Linked DNA regions of Oryctolagus cuniculus: region 1 is linked to region 2. A link is a contact called in public Hi-C data. All regions are on one chromosome and are shown on one strand. The core of a region is the stretch at or near the end of the contact, and the rest is flanking DNA. Distances in the headings are between cores, read along the strand shown. Region 1 overlaps CMTM8 (CKLF like MARVEL transmembrane domain containing 8). Region 2 holds the start of LOC100346036 (large ribosomal subunit protein uL6-like).

What was found. Hi-C and Micro-C count contacts between places; a contact is called where the count stands out from the background.
Region 1: a Hi-C map of an unstated tissue shows a contact between it and region 2, with 5 times the contacts expected there. The contact joins the enhancer-like site here to the promoter of LOC100346036 in region 2. A contact is called at or near these places in 2 of 6 Hi-C or Micro-C datasets (ear pinna and an unstated tissue).

What each region holds. Positions count from the first base shown.
Region 1 is chr4:169,001,765-169,006,773 of mOryCun1.1, reverse strand. The region is part of intron 1 of CMTM8 (CKLF like MARVEL transmembrane domain containing 8); the gene reads right to left. Among named protein-coding and RNA genes, the nearest start is that of CMTM7, 26 kb to the left of the region's middle. Within about 2 kb of position 1,788, at least 3 of the 8 cell types and tissues checked have an H3K27ac peak or open chromatin away from gene starts, as enhancers often do.
Region 2 is chr4:168,770,772-168,775,731 of mOryCun1.1, reverse strand. It overlaps LOC100346036 (large ribosomal subunit protein uL6-like), which reads right to left and starts at 1,411. Exons shown (of 1, transcript XM_051858918.2): 1 at 693-1,411. The coding sequence starts at 1,376. The coding sequence ends at 798.

The DNA.
Region 1 (5,009 bases), core at 539-3,038, 230 kb before region 2:
AGCATGGGAGACCAGGAGGAAGAACCTGGCTCCTGGCTTCGGATCTGCGCAGTGCACCGGCCGCAGCGGCCGTTTGGGGGGTGAACCAACGGAAGGAAGACCTTTCTCTCTGTCTCTCTCTCTCACTGTCGATAACTCTATCTGTCAAATAAAAACAAAAACAAAAAACAAAAACCCTGCCTCCCTTCTTGCTCTCAGCCAGAACACTTGTCTCTGTAACTCCAGCGTTCTACGCGTGCACGGAGCCGGGTCCCTGGATGTGCAGACTAAGCCTGGGCCCTGTCCCATGAGCACTGCTGCCCGAGAGATGGCAGGCCAAGTGACGCCGGCCCCTAAGCTCTGCCCTGCCTGCCCAGTGCCGACACCTGAAGGCCACAGTGACCGTGTTCTCCGTTCCCACCGGGATTTGCCAAGGCTACCTCACTGCTCAGAAAGATTCAGGCTTTGCATTTTTTTAAAAAAGATTTTATTTTTTTTCCTGATTTACACAAATTATTTATTTTTACTTTATCTGAAAGGCAGGGGGATGAAGGGCTCTTCTACGTGCCAGTTTATTTCCCTAAAGCCTGCAACAGCTGGGGATGGGTGAGGCCAGTGCTAGGAGCCTGGAACTCGGTCTGGGTCTCCCACAGGGACCCAGGGACTTGAACCATCATCTACTGCGTAGCAGGAAGCTGGAGTCGGAAACAGAGCTGGGACTTGAACCCAGGCACTCCGGACAGGACACAGGCGGCCCCGAGTGTCTGAGCCTCTGCGTCCGCCCAACAGCCGCCCCTCGGGCTTGGAATTCCTCCCTGCGGTGTGACCCAGCGAGTCACTCGCACTTGCTCAGCCGGGATTCATGGAGCCCTCGCCTCCTGCTCCAGCCCCGGGAATAACACATCTACTGCTGATGACTGCACCCACGCCGCTTGCCCCTGACGTAACTCCTGTCGCGACCATTTTACAGAGGGGGAAACTGAGGCATGGCGTGTCGCAGTCAGTCCTAGCGTTAACTACAATGCTACCTGATGTCCACATCTGCGTCTCATCTACAGTACAAGGATAATATATATTTTCCAAAACTCACATGCCGAAATAACTTGCCATCTACCATCGTGACTCACAAATGAGGAGGCAGAGCAGCCTGGCAGGCCACCACCTGCCCTGGTGGCGCCGGACAGGCTGGGGCTGGGGATTAAGATGCTGGCCCCTGCTCCATCTTTTTGCCTGTGCCAGGGAGCGGTACTGCTGAGGGGGCCAGCAGGCTGCCCCCTCCCACCTGCACGGCGCTGAAAACGCAGATGGAAAAGCTCCCTTTCAAATATTAAGAAATCAAAAAAAAGAAGAAGAAAACACAAAAAACAAAACCAGCAAAGCACATGGCCTCTTGACTACAAAGCCTAAACTATTTACCATCTGGATTCCCACTCAGGATCACGCATGCTCTGCGCCGCAGGACACACACGCAGACATGCACAGAGGCGTGCGTGTGCGTGTCCACCTCTGTCAGCTGGATTCTGTCAACTGGTCAGAGAGGATGACAGCACCTGCTCCCTGACCCTCAGGGGTAGATCCTCAATCTACCCAGGGGGGCCCTCCAGCAGTCACTCCACCTGCTCCGGGCTGGAAGCTCAGAGGCACACGACCACCCACACTCACCCACTAGGGCTGGAAGCTCAGAGGCACACGACCACCCACACTCACCCACTAGGGGGTATCCGAGCACTGCTTAGGAAGCAGCGGGGAGGCACTGCGGCCAGACTGGTTCAGTGGAGAGAGAGAAGTTTACCATCTGCCTGGATGAGCGCCTCCACGTGAGATGCTTTGCATAGAGGCGTGGACCGCCGGTCCCAGACGTTGCTTGGAGACAGATCTGACAAGAAACACCCTCAGCTGGCTGGGATGAGGAGGAGTTAACACCAAGACCTGGGAGGAAGAACTGCGCGCCAAGTCCACAGCTCCTCCCGGCGCCCGCACAGAGCTTTTACGGAAGTGTGTTGAATACGCCACAGGCGGAAGTGTGTGTGTGTGGGGGGGGGGGGAGTCTGGGGGTACCGGCCAGTGCAGCCGAGGGGCTTCGGGCCTCGCTGCTCTCCCCAGCTTCCTGGTCTGACAGATGGGGAGGGCAGGGTTACATGGGCAGGGAATCAGCCAGTACCTAGGAGGGGCGGCTCTGAGTCACCAGGGGACTTCCAGCCAGGTGGTCTTCTGCCCACTGGCAACCATGCCAGGAGCGTGGGTGTGGTCCCCATCCCTCCCTGACCCTTTCTCAGGTGCCCTCGCGTGCTTTGGGTGCTACCTGCAGAACAAGGCGTGAAGCCAGTCCTTGCGACTTAAGTCTGCTGCAGCCTGGAGTTCCAGCACTGGGGTGACACCGCGGGACCCCACCAGTCCCGACAGGCATCGCGGCGGAAATCTGCAGAGTGGGCTGGGCTTCAAAATGTCTACCAGATGTGGACATGTAGCCTGGCAATTAAGCCACCGGTGAAGACACCAGTGTCCCGCTCCAGAGACCCTGGATCCGATGCCTGGCTCTGGCCCCTGCATCCAGCTTCCTGCTATGCAGACCCAGGGAGGCAGGGGTGACGGCTCGAGTCACTGGGATCCTGTCACCCAAGTGGGAGACCTGGACGGGACTCCTGGTTCCCAGTCCAGTCCAGTCCTGCTCATGATGGGCATCTGAGGAATGAACTAGTAGAAAAGATCTCTCTAATTTTTTTTTTTTTTTTACAGGCAGAGTGGACAGTGAGAGAGAGAGACAGAGAGAAAGGTCTTCCTTTGCCGTTGGTTCACCCTCCAATGGCTGCCGCGGCTGGCGTGTTGCAGCCAGCGTACCACGCTGATCCGATGGCAGGAGCCAGGTACTTATCCTGGTCTCCCATGGGGTGCAGGGCCCAAGCACTTGGGCCATCCTCCACTGCACTCCCTGGCCACAGCAGAGGGCTGGCCTGGAAGAGGGGCAACCGGGACAGAATCCGGCGCCCCGACCGGGACTAGAACCCGGTGTGCCGGCGCCGCTAGGTGGAGGATTAGCCTAGTGAGCCGCAGTGCCGGCCAGATCTCTCTCTATAATTAAAAGAATAATTTAAGCCCACTGGCTTTGTCACCACCATGCCATACGACCACAGCTAAGCTACTGTCCCTCCAAGCCTCAAGTGTGCACCTCCGTAAGATGGGTCCAGCACCCTCTAGGCTGCTGCAGGGTCTGATGGTGCAGAGAGGCAGAGATACGAGTAAAGAGTGGTCTCAGGGTTTGAACTCCAGGAAACAAGCGTTCGTGCTTAGCAGAGCCGGTGTCGCGGCCTGAAGGATCCCGGAGGTGGTGGGGCTGGGGTGGCTCCTGGTGCCGCGGGGGCTGGCGCGAGCGGCAAAGGGGTAGACGGCCACGATTCCCAGCTCTGAGGGCAGTCGGTCTGCACCAGAGCTGCTGAGCTTTGCCTCCGTCACATGAAAGCAGCCAGGTCTGGTATGTAAATGCACGGGAGGCAGGACTCTGCCGAAACCCGCCGGGTACACACACAGGTGCAGGCTGGGACGGGCTGGCCGCCGGCGCGCTGCCACCCTCAGCCCTGCTTCTCCAGGTGTGTGGTCCTGGCCCAGCAGGCTCAGCGCTCGTTAGACTTAGACGTGCAGGCTCTGGGGCCCCACCCAGCCCTGCGCCTGGCCACACGTCCCACAGCCCCCCGCGAGGCCCCACTGGTGACCATCCTCCCTCCCTTCTGCCGCGGAGGGACCTGGGCTGCCCTTGGCCTGGATCGAAGCTCCTGCACCTCACAGAGAGCTCACGACGCCCCAGCATCAGTGCAAAACGCGCGGCTCACTGTCCTGGGTCCCCAGCAGTGAAGTAGCAGCCAGCCCTAGCCAAACAGCTTCAAGAAAACAGGGCGAACTTCATGAGATCGAGTGACACCCCAGGGCCACCTGCGCCTGCAGGGAGTCCCCTGGAGTCAAAGGCCAGCTGGCTCCTAGCTCCCCTCGCTTTTGCAACATGTTTCCTCTTTTTAAAAAATTTGAGACGCGCACACACACAGTTTCCGATCTGCGGGTTCCCTCCCCAAATACCCACAATGGCCGGGGCTGAGCAGGGTGAAGCCAGGAACTCAGGTCTCCCCCATGGGTGCAGGGGCCCATCACCCCTGCCTCCTAGGGTCCACATCTGCAGGAAGCGGGCATCTAGAGGTGGAGCCGGGACTCGACCCAGCACTGCAGTGGGGAGGCAGGCGCCACCCCAACTTGTCCTTTTCCAATGCTGGCTTCCTCCTGTTTGGGGAAGCATGGGGGGATACAAAAGGCAACGGGAGGAAGAAGGATCCCTTTCAGGGAGCAGAAGAGACAGAGACACACTGAGAGGAGGTAAGTCCACAGCACAGATCCCTCCACGTCTACGTGGGACGGGACACTGGATCCCACAACTGCGACAGGCCTTGTGCCCCATGCCGGGATTTCCAGTGCTGTCACACCCAGCTCATGTGGCCATACAGCAGCCGTGTGGGGTAAACCTGACAGTCGCCATCCGAGACGGGGAGGGACTAGGGACTCACGGCTTGGAGCAGTGAGAGGCCACGTCCCAGGCCATGGTCTACAAGGCAGGAGAGCCTCCCAGCCCTGTGCACCGGCCCACAGCCCCAAGGTGCCCCACCCGGAGACCCTGGCAACAGGTGCGGTGGCATAGCCTGGCACCGCTGGGCAGCGCCCGTGGGTGTCCTTGGAGACCAAGCCCGGCTCTCCCCTGCAGGGTGGAGTTCTTGCCCTTGGTCAGGCCTGCAGCCTCCCCAGCTGAGCAGAGACGGGCAGCAGGCACTTGAGATGCCGGCCGCGAACCCAGGGCGGGGGGCAGGGGGCAGAGCTCAGGAGCCCCGGGACTCCTGGTTACCTCTCGTCTTCTAACGTCTCCTTTCTCCCGCTCTCTGTGCAAAAGTGAAGGCGGCTCGCGACCCTGCATCGGAAGCAAGGATTCGACACACTTCTAGCACACGGCTGGGCCCTCAACCAGCGCTAACGAGAAGGGAGAAACATGAGAGGCAGGC
Region 2 (4,960 bases), core at 162-2,661:
GGTGTGCTGGCCACAGCAGCCATTTGGGGGGTGAACCAACAGAAGGAAGACCTTTCTCTCTGTTCTCTCTTTCTCTCTCTCACTGTCTAAATCTGCCTGTCAAAAAACAAACAAACAAAAAACCACAAACTACGTAAACTGACCAAGGGCACCTGCAGACAGGCCACAACTCAGTCCTAGTCAACAGTACGGGACTGAAGGCTTTCCTGCTATAGTGATGAGCAAGGCAAGCCTGTTTACTCTCACCACACCCGCTCAGCTCGGTACCGGAGGGTCTAGCCTGAACCATACGGCAGAGCAAACAAACAATTTAAGACCCCTTATTTCAAAGGAAATATTCTTTTTGTTCAAGGTAAAACAATCCTTTGTGCAGAAAAAAAATCTGAGAATCCACACTAGAAACAAACTAGAATTAGGGGCCATGGTTGGGGCACAGTGGGTGAAGCTGCCACCTGCCATGCAGGCACATATCAGAGCACAGTGTCCACTCGTATGTACACCCAAGTGCTTAGGCCCCACCACCGATGTGGCACACCCAGTGGAGCTCCTGGTTCCAGGCTCAGAGCTGGCTCTTGTGGCTTAGAAATGGGAGATCTCTCTCTGCCTCTGTCTGTCCTCTCTCTATTCCTCTGCCTTGCAAATAAAATTCAAAACTCAAAAAAAAAAAAAAAAAAAGGCTTCACTGATGACTCTTTTTCTTTTTTTTTTTTTCAAATCAATAATCTTTTATTGCATTATTAAAATACCACAAGACACAATCTGGGTTCTTGTTTCTGCAGCCGGATAACTTTTAGGTCTTATTCATCAGCCTGTTGAACTGTTCCTTTTTCAGAGACATAGATGCCATCCAAAAATTTTCTGATATCTTTATTTTTAACTGTTGTTGCCTGCTGAATCAAAGCAGCTGAATTTGAAACAAGTTCAATGTCATTTCCTTCAAGCACTAATTCATCTTTCTGGGCTTGAGACACTGAACAGGCAACACCTGGCCTCATCCGAACCCTTCGGATGTACTTTTCACCCAAGAAATTTCTAATTTCAACAAGAGACCCATTCTCTTGAATAACCACGTTGATGGGGAAGTGAGCATACACTGACCTCATCTTGTAACGGAAGCCCAGTGTAACCCCCTTGATCATATTCTGTACGTGACTACAGATCGTGCGAACAGTTGCCAGTTCCTTTCCATTTCCCCACCATTTGTCAACCCGGAGCCTCTTCTTTTTCTTTCCCAGGAGACTGAGTTCCACATTGATGTGATTGAAGTCCCCCCGCAGGGTTCCTCTGGGCCCCTTCACAATGACTGTGCGCCCCTTCAGACTGATGTCGACATTTTCTGGGATGTCGACCGTCTGATTGCTGAGAACGGTCTTCATTCTCGCAGTAGATGCGGCAAAAAGAGCGATGACTCTTTTTCTGCCTCTCTAAAATCCCAGGCCCCCTTCCCTTCCTGGAGATGCTCCCATTATAAGCCTGTGGCCTGTTCCAGTGGCCTGAACGAAATCTGCCCCCTCTCCCTCCCCATTGCCGGTGCATGTTGTCTCTCATATCACGAAGGCTTGCCTGCAGTCATTCGCCGCAGCGTTACTCAAGGACTGAACACGGTCCAAGTGCCCCTTAGTTGGTGAGCTGCTAAACAAAGTGTACATCTACATAGTGGAATTCTATTCAGCCACAAAAAGACTGATGTCTGCTCCGCCGTAGATGCACCTTGGAAACATTATGCTAACTGGAAAGAACCAGACGCGAAGAAACTGCATATAGGATGGTCCCACTCATACGCCAGGTTCAGAGAAGGAAAACTGAGCCCGACAGAGAGCAGAGGTAGCCTGGCACGAGCCGTGGGAGTGAGGGGTAGAGAGACTGAGAGCAGGTTACAGGACATCTGGGGGAGGGGCTTCTAATGTCTGAATATGGTGACGACTGCACAGCTCTAGGTTGACTGAAAGTTATGGATGATGTACGTACGAGTGGACACTGTGACATATGAAGTATACTTCAACAAAGCCGTACTAAACACGAAGAACAGGGGCCGGCGGGGTAAGCCGCTGCGTGCAACACCGGCATCCCTTATGGGCACCGGTTCAAGTCCCAGCTGCTCCAGTTCAATCCAGCTCCCTGCTAATGCACCTGGGAAAGCAGCTGAAGGTGACCCATGTGCTTGAGCCCCTGCCACTCACATGGGAGACCCCAGTGGAATTCTAGGCTCCTGGCTTTGGCCTGGCCCAGTCCCAGCAGTTGTGACCATCTGGGAAGTGGACCAATGGATGGAAGATCTCTCTCTCTCTCTTTCTCTCTCTCTCTCTCCCTCTCTCTGCAAGTCTGACTTTCAAATCAATAAGTAAATCTTTTTAAAAAACACACAAAGAACAAAAGGTAGAATTCAAATGCTGCCACGGATAACAAAATCACCCCACCCCAGCCACTTCTATCCAGAGGTGGGCATTTGGCCGACCGTTAAGCTTCAGGCCGGATGTCCAGAGCCCATGTTGCAGTGCCAGGCTTTGAGCCCTGACTCTGTCCAGCCTTCTGCTAGCTCTGACACTGGGGACAGCAGCGATGGCTCTAAGGCTTGGGTCCCTGCTGCCAACATGGGAGACTTGGATTGACTTCCCAGCTCTCAGCTTCAGCCTGGCCAGCCCTGGCCATTGGTGGGCATTTGGGGAGTGAGGCAGCAGATCTCTGTCTCTCAAAACAAACAGAGAATTTGTGCCGCAGATGGGGGTGAGCACCCAGACCTCTGTCTTTTAACATGAACTCGGCTTCTGCAGAGCGACGTGAATGAAGCACAGAGAACAATTCCCCCTTAGCTTCAGGGTCCAAGCTGCATCCAAATGTCAGGACCACCCAGCGGAGCCCGGCCCTTGCCACCATATCCGGAGCCCTGTCATTGCCTTCAGACGTTCCAGTTCAGGAGAAATAAAGAGGAAGAAAAGAAACGTGATGAAGAAGCAGGCTGCAATTCATGCTGTGGATCATGGAACCGAACAGCACAGTGAGAGAAGTGAGAGGTGGCAAGCAAGCTGACCCTGCTCCCCGAGAAGTTCTAAACATGGGCTTGATTCTTCTTAAACAGCTCACGTCTAGGATCCAGTTATTCCATATGTGGCCAATCCCCACTAAGCACTCTGTGGGTGTGGAACAAATAAGACAACTATAACAGCAGCTCACTCCATATTCCCTTCTGTTACGTCCTGCCTTTGGAAGCTTCCTCCGGCCGGCCACGCACATCTCTGCACAGTACGAATTCCCAGCCGGCCTTGGAGACATCGCTCACGCACAGCTGTGAGGCTCATGCCTTCTTGAGTCACAATCACTCGTGTAAATACCTTGCCAGTTACTCTCACCTTCAGGGTGGACTCGTGGCCACCCTGCACCGGGGCTTCCCCAAAGCTGGTTGGGTTGGATGGGATACACCACCCTCTGGTGGCTGAATAGGGAAACACATGTGGACGTGGCCTGATGGGTGTCCCAACCAGCCTTCCTCCTGCTGCCCCCTGGTGGAGGAACCAGGGCTCAACTTGCCAAAGTCCATTCAAGGACAGCCCCACATCAGGAGTGGTCGGTAGACTGCAAATTCAGAAATGATCTTTTCTCCCTCTCTCCTGCTCCCCCCACTCCCTTTCCTTTTCCTCTTTTCTCCCTTGTGAACCCTTCCTCGCTTAGCTGCCAGTTTTTATTTTTTCCTTTGGTTTCCTGTTTGCATTCAGTTGTTTCCAGTGTGATTACACAGAAAATACTGCCTGTAAACATTGTCTTGGTGTGTTTAATGCACACACTGGACCAGACTCCAAACCCAGCCACTGATACCCACTGTCATGTTGAGAAAGATCTCCTTATGCATTTTTATAGCATGAAAAAAGGGACTTTTACTTTAATTTTAGTTTGAAAGAGAGAGAAGGCAGAGAGAGAGAGAGAGAGAGAGAGAGAGACGGCTTTCTGATCTGCCGGTTCACTGCCCATACACTCACAACCACTTGGGCTGGGTTGGCCTGTGCTGAAACTGGGGGCTGGAATCTCGAGGTCTCCCACGTGGGCGGCGAGGACCCACCACTGTGGCCATCACCTGCGGCCTCCCACAGTCTGCATTAGCAGGAAGCTGGGGATTCACCCAGGTACGCCTAGGTGGGACACAGGCACCTTGACTGCCTAAGCCCAACATATTTATTGTAGGCTGTTCCCCCATGCGGCTTCACATCTGTTCTCTGATCAGAATACCAGCAGGAAGCACTCTCGAGGCAAACCTGCAGGTGTTAGAACCTCTCCATGGGGCCAGCGCTGTGGTGTAGTGGGTAAAGCCACTGCCTGTGGTGTGGGCGCCGGTTCAAGTCCCGGCTGCTCCACTTCCAATCCCGCTCCCTGCTAATGAGCCTGGGAACACAGGGGAGGGTGGCCCAAGTGCTTGGGCCCCTGCCACCTATGTGGGGGACCTGGAGGAAGCTCCTGGCTTCAGCCTGACCCAGCCCTGGCTGTTGTGGCCATCAGGGGAGTGAACCAGTGGATGGAAGACCTCTCTTTCCCGCGACCCCCTCTGTAACTCTGACTTTCAAATAAATAAATAATCTCTTAAAAACAATTTAAAAAGAGAGAGAGAGAGAGAGAGAGAGACCCTGGGACTCAGCTGGCTCAGCTCTGCCACCTGCTAAGTGACACTAGATGAGACGCCAGTTCCCTCGCCTGTACAGCAGTGATGGACATCTTGCGCCGCTGACTCTATCGAGCTGTCGCAGAGATGGGAGATGCGGAGTGTGCGTGCAGTGAGGAGGCGCAGCTGGACAGCGCTGCTCGTGGGGAGAGGCCGGCGTGGCGCAGGGACCGGGGACCGGGCAGGCCGTCCTTGGAGCCCGGGAGGTTTTCCCAGCTGTTCCAGCAGCCACTCCCGGGCTCCAGCGGGAGCGCAGCCCTCCAGCGGCCAAGTTCAGATTCCACCGCAAAAATATTTTATTATCAAGTCCGACCT